Linked DNA regions of Mus musculus: region 1 is linked to region 2. A link is a contact called in public HiCAR-type data. All regions are on one chromosome and are shown on one strand. The core of a region is the stretch at or near the end of the contact, and the rest is flanking DNA. Distances in the headings are between cores, read along the strand shown.

The links. HiCAR-type assays count read pairs that join an accessible place to other places.
Region 1: a contact with region 2 is called in a HiCAR-type map of embryonic stem cells, with 2.6 times the contacts expected there. The contact joins two enhancer-like sites. A contact is called at or near these places in 4 of 115 datasets of contacts at active chromatin or transcription factors (embryonic stem cells and microglia).

What each region holds. Positions count from the first base shown.
Region 1 is chr3:9,640,506-9,643,588 of GRCm38.p6, reverse strand. No RefSeq gene overlaps it. Among named protein-coding and RNA genes, the nearest start is that of Gm33169, 21 kb to the left of the region's middle. Within about 2 kb of position 1,373, at least 9 of the 459 cell types and tissues checked have an H3K27ac peak or open chromatin away from gene starts, as enhancers often do. A contact at or near this core is called in embryonic stem cells, where this site is marked.
Region 2 is chr3:8,986,892-8,990,254 of GRCm38.p6, reverse strand. It overlaps a transcript of Tpd52 not described here. Among named protein-coding and RNA genes, the nearest start is that of Tpd52, 24 kb to the right of the region's middle. Within about 2 kb of position 1,509, at least 59 of the 459 cell types and tissues checked have an H3K27ac peak or open chromatin away from gene starts, as enhancers often do. A contact at or near this core is called in embryonic stem cells, where this site is marked.

The DNA of each region.
Region 1 (3,083 bases), core at 124-2,623, 650 kb before region 2:
GGTGTGTGGCTTACAAGTATTTCTGTCACTGAGAGCAGAGCTGGTGACTTCTGAGGGCAGAAGGAGATATCAGATCCCCAAGTAGCCCGAGAACTGAAGTTATAGATAGCAGTGAGCTCACAATCGATACTAGGATTGAACTCGGGTCCTCTAGAAGAGCAGCCATTAACCTTTAAGCTTAACCATTAAGCCACCCCTCCAAATCCAAATTCTAGATCTAAATCCTATTATGAAGGCTTTGGCCTCGGCTTTGTTTTTATGGAGCAGAGCACCAGACTCCACAGCCTACCATCTTCTTAGACTCACTTCTCTCTGTATTCCTTTTGATTATTTATTGATACAGAAGCACATTTGTAAAAATAATATCCTATTAAAAAAATAGAAATACTGCCCATAGACTTACCCATGGCAGGGATGGTGTGACATACTTACTGTCCCCAGAACAGAGCCAACAGGGCATGGGCTTCTATGAGTGTTGATGGCTGCTGTAGGTGTAAGGCTTGTTTGTTTTATATATCTATATCTATATCTATATCTAGTCTATATAGATATAGATATGTATATTGGTTTTTTTGAGACAGGGTTTCTCTGTATAGCCCTGGCTGTCCTGGACCTTACTTTGTAGACCAGGCTGGCCTCAAACTCAGAAATCTGCCTCCCCAATGCTGGGATCAAAGGTGTGCGCCACAACGCCCAGCTAGATATATGTTTTAATTCATGTTCCTCCTTCTGGAAGTTTTCTCCCTGCCAGGGTTATTGGGGAATGTACTCTGTACTAAGGCTAATGACTCCATGATAATTAGAAGTAGCATGAGCCCAGGAGGCAAGAATGTGGCTGTGTCTCAGCAAAATGGTAAACACTGGGACCTTCAGGTCAGCCCTTAAAGCTGTGGGAAAGAACTCTGAAAACACGTGTTTAAAATATGTAATTTCTCAACCATGTAAAATATAAGGATGCAATATGAATTACATAAGGAGCTTCACAGATCTAAAAGAACAGAAGCAGGTGCACTGAGCCAGTTTGTCAGAAAGATGCTAAAGAAGGAGATAAAGAGATTTGGGGAGTAGTGATCTGTTGTGTCCCGCTAGCGGTTCACATGTCTGGGTTCTAGTCTGGAAAGGCATCTTGGAAACCTGGAAGAGAAGGGGGGAGGGGACAGCTAGGCAGCACGAGAGAAAAAATGGAACCAAGACAAGGCTCTGCTCAAGGTTCAATTTTACTATTACGACATTCAGTTATGAAGCAGGGGAAGGGACCCGATTCCCGCCAAATCATCTTGGAGTAAAGATGCAGGTGACCACGTGATGGCTCTGGAACAGCTAGAAGGCAGGCAGTGGGAGTGGCAGGACGATGGGGCGGCAAGCTCCGCTCCAAGCTCTCTGATACTGAAACCTGAGCAAACAGGTTTCAGGCTGGGGAGGGGAGGTTACAGTGATCAATAAGCAAGACCCCACCCAGCTAAGTTTTTTGTTTCTGCTTACTAGGCCAGGCAGATTCCTGAATTCAAGGTCAGCCTGTGAGGCTAAAGCAAGGTTAGGCTCAGGCTAGTAGGAAGGACACCCAGCTATCTTATGGTCTGTGCTTAACAAAGGCAGGTAGATCTCTGAATTCTTTTTCAAGATTTAAAAAAAAAAAAAAAAAAAAAAGGGGGTATACATCATCCTTTTCCTAAGAGTCAAGGGGCTTAGGAAACCCTTTTAGGTCCTGTAATGCTGATTTGTGAGGTGGTCTACAGGGAACCTGTAAATGACTGAATTGATATGTAAAACAAAAACAAAAACAAAAATAAAAACAAAAAAAAAAAAACTGGGCTTTTGGTCTGCAAGAGATTAATCAGCAGAGAATGATAGTTTTTTGTTGTTATTGTTTTGTTTTTTTTTTTTTTTGTTTTTTTGTTTTTGTTTTTTTTATAGTAGCAAGAGCTGAGCTGTCTAGAGATTTCTGGAGATCGAATACAGCTCTTTTAGAATTTTTTTTCTAACAGAATTTCTGACCTTAGTTGTAAACCCAAGAATTGCTTGGTGGGGAAACAGCTCTTTTAGATTTTTTTTTTCTAGAATATCCACAAATATTTTATAGCAGCTTTCCTGACTTTGGTTGGAAAACCCATGAGCTATCCAGAGTTTTTAGAAATTGTTCTAGCAAGAGGGAGCTGTCTGGAGCAGATTACAGAGCTATCTACAGAGAGCTGTCTAGGGAGCCATCTTCAGCAGACTACAAAGCTGTCAGCTTGTACCCACGATTTGACTTTGAGTCATTTGTTTCGCCTCTCCCAAACACCCCTTCTCTTAGAATCCCTGTCCAAGCCGAGGCTGGTCCTTAGCAAAAGACTGTCAAGTTTTGAAAAAATAACTAATAGGAAGCCTGTGAGATGGCTCAGCATGGAAAGGCACTTGCTGTCTGCCTATGACAGGAGCACAAGCTACATTGTAGATGGAGTAAGCCAGCTCCTGAAAGTCCTCTTCTGACCTCTACACTCATGCCCGATACACACAAAACAAACAAACAAACACATAGATACATAAATAATTTAAAATTACAAAGTAAAATTTTCATTTTATTTTATTTTACTTTGAGACAATGTTTCTTGTAGCCCAGGCTGGCTTCAACTTGCTATGTGGCCAAAACTAACCCTTGCCTCTTCCCCCGCCCCCCAACATAATATTTTGGGGGGGGGGGAATTTCATACAATGCACTCTGATCACACTCACTTCCCATTCCTCCCAGGTTCCCCCTCCCACCCTTGTGCTCCCTCCCCAAATATACCAAGTTCAATTTGTTTTGTTCATTTACTCAATGGAGCATGGTCAAACTCCCAGTAGCCAGCCCCTTAAAGAAAACTGAGTTCTTCCCCTCCCCCCAAGCCCACACCAGAAGCCATCAACTGTGAAGAGCTACATTTCAGCATCTTTATCACAGTTTTAAAGGACTCTCCTCACACAGAACCTTCAATGTCTCTCATTCTCAGCTGAGTCTGCAGTCATTGATAGCACTGTGAAAGAAGCCTACTTGCCCAGAGCAGTCACTGACAGCAGGGACCATGGACATCCACCCAGCCTCTGCTGACAGAAAGAGCACAGAC
Region 2 (3,363 bases), core at 260-2,759:
GGTGTTTTGGGGATGTCTTTCACTGGCCTGGAGCTCACCAAACAGGCTGAGCTGGTTGGCCAGTGAGTCTCGGGATCTGCCTGGTTCCACCTCCCACAGATGGGGTTGCATGTATGCGCTAGCATGTATGCTAGCATGTATGCGCTAGCATGCCCACCCAGCTTTTTACATCAGAGTGGGGGGGGGGGTCTTACTCAGATCCTCGGACTGCCAGGGCACGCCCTTTGCTGACCCAGGCATCTCCCAGTCCAGAAACCGAATCTTAAGGGATCTGGCCTTGGCATTCTGAGTTATCTATTAATGTTACCAGTGGAGCAAATTTTGCTGGTGCTGTTTTGGAGAGAGAAGTTCTGAGGCCTAGGAGTGGGGAAAGGGCAAAAAGGATGGGCCAGTGCAGAGGAGGCTCTGTGCGTCTCTCCAGCTGCTGAGGAAGGATTTTCCCTAGGGAGACAGCAAACTTGCTGCTGGTTCTACCATTGAGCAGTTTTCACCTTCCATGTTAGGATGGCTGACCTTGTGGGCATTAGAAAATCAAAGCAGTTGCATTTCATGTATTTTTTTGTGTGTTAGTGCTGGTTACGGTGGTGGTGGAGGTGGTGATGTCTTATAGAGTCAAATCTGGCCTCAGATTCATTATATAGCTCTGGCTGGACTTGAACTCCTGATCTGCTTGCTTCTAGGAAGTTACTCTTCACCTCTTTTCCGTTTTCACCATGAGTTATCTGTATCTGTTGTATAGAAACAGATAGGAAAGCATAGCAATAATGCATTTAATAGGAAATCATATTTTAAAACCTTTATTTATGCAAATTTATTTAAATAAATCAAGAATATTAATTTTAGAATTAATTAATACAATATATTTTATGTATAACATTGTATTTTATTATATGCAATATATAAAATTTATATATTTATATGTAATTTACAATATAGTCTTATGTTTATATATAAGTGAATAAAATTAAAAATTTCATATTTTATCAATTAATTAAGCATATCAGTTTACTTTTCTGCCACTGTGGCCAAAATGCTTGGCAGAGTCAACTTACATGAAGAAAGTTTGTTTATTTACTTAGGCTCACAGTTTCAGAGCATTTTGATCCTTCCTGTAGGGGAGCCGAGGGACAGGGGCAGGCAGGCTCCTCTATCAGGAGGAGGAAGTGAGGCAGGAACCAGATGGCCTACTTCTGCCAGCAAGGTCACCTTCTAAGGTTTCTACAGCCCTTTAAAATAGAGTCACAGACTGGGAGCAGGCATTTAAAACGAAGCTGGTGGGGGACCTTCCTGCTTCAACTCACAGCCTTAAGTGTCTTACTGAAACCTCAGCATGCTTAAACACTTCTCCTACTCTTGGGTTGGCTGTACGTGTACAGCAAGGGGTAGAGGTGCTAACAGAAGCTTCAGACCATGCTAATAAAAGTCATTTTCTCCACTCACTACATTTCTCTCCCTCTCCTGCACACACCCTGTCAGGTCAATGTTCAAGTTCTTAATCACAGGCCTTTCCCTGAAACACTGGGTGCTTTGTTTGGCCGTCCTTCAAGGATCAGATTTCCTGCGTTCAAAGGGAACCTGGAACCTGCTTGTGCTTGCCTTTTGTCTCCTAAGACACCCTCTGACATCCTCTGAGGTCTGCAGTATGATGAACATTCTTTTGAAGAATGGTGTTGAGGAAGGCTATTTTCTTTCTTTCTTTTTTTTTTAAAGATTTATTTATTTATTTATTATATGTAAGTACACTGTAGCTGTCTTTAGACACTCCAGGAGAGGGCATCAGATTTCGTTACGGATGGTTGTGAGCCACCATGTGGTTGCTGGGATTTGAACTCGGGACCTTCGGAAGAGCAGTCTTAACCACTAAGCCATCTTGCCAGCCCGGCTATTTTCATAAAAGGTTTGTATTCCTGCCTTGGTGCTTCTGTGGCTTATTTCTGCTCACGTGACCTTGTCAGTTATGTTAGGGTGCATCCAACTTCGGTAGGCTGTTCTCTTCCCTGCTTCTCTAACAAAAGGTTTTCCTTTCCCCTTCCCCTCCTTCCCTTTCTCTCTCTCTCACTCTCTCTCTCTTTCTCTCTCTCCCCTTTCTCCCCTTTCTCCCCTTTCTCCCCTTTCTTCCTTTTTCTCGAGACAGGGTCGCTACATAGTCCTGGCTGTCCTGGAATTCTATAGACCAGGCTGGTTCTTGAATTCCCAGACATTCTGTGTCTGCCTCCTAAATGCTGGGATTAAAGATGTGGTCCTCCACACCTGACAGTTTATTTTATCTTACATTTCCACGTTTATCACTGAGGAAAGTCGAGGCAGGAACCTGGAAGCAGGAACTGAAGCAGAGACTGGGGGAGGAGTGATGTTTATCATCTCACTCAGCATGCTCTATGCACCCAAGCCCGCCTACCTAGGAGATCTCCCCTATCAGTCACTAAGAAAATGACCCACAGACTTGACTATAGGCAAGTTTGATAGCCACAACTCAACTCACAATCCTACTTCCCAGATACGTCCAGATTTGTGTGTGTCAGGTTGACAGGGAAGATTTTGTTTTTTCCTTCTTTAAACTATTAATGCTAATCAGATATGTTTCAGAAGGTGCCCCAGAAACCCCAGAGTTGCAGCATTCTGCTTTGAAGTAACTGAGACACAGGGTTCTTGTTTATACAGAAAGCTGCTTGCCTGGAGACTTGGCATCACCTCAAAGTACTGATACAAGGATGTCACTTCCGGCGTCTGCCGTCACTTCCGGCGTCTGGCATCATGTCTGGCGTCTGACATCATGCTAGGTGCCATGCTTTTTACTTGCCGTTAACTCCGTAAGGATGGATAAATCATATAAAGATCATTTGGTGTGTGCACCTTTCAGAAGACAAAATAGCAGCAAACATAACTCTAATTGACTTTGATTTCCCAAAAACAAAATGGAACAGACATTCCAATGGGCACTGTTTGGACACCCAGCCCCCTTAATTTTTCAGTTTGACTGCATGGCACTTAAGGCCAGTGACTCCATTTCTGTTTGATCTGGCCTTATGCAATAGCTGGGTCTAAAACAAAGACTTCCTGGAATTTTTCTTTGTCATGCCTTAAAAAATATCACTTGCACTGTTTTTCTTAAGTTTTAGATCTAGTCTGTAGAGACAAAGAATAATCCTTCTACTGCTGTTGTTGAGAGTTGAGCTCTGTGTTTGCTCTTAGGCTGTAAGAGAATTATATATATTTCTGTAGAGTGAAGACTCGAGGCTTGGAAAGTGACTCGCAGCTGTTCCTCTACAGTTTGACTGTGGCTTCAAGCAGGGCTCCTTTGCTGTGTCAGAGTACAAGTGGGCGGCGATGGCCTCCCGTACCCACGAGAAGAAAAGGTTGAAC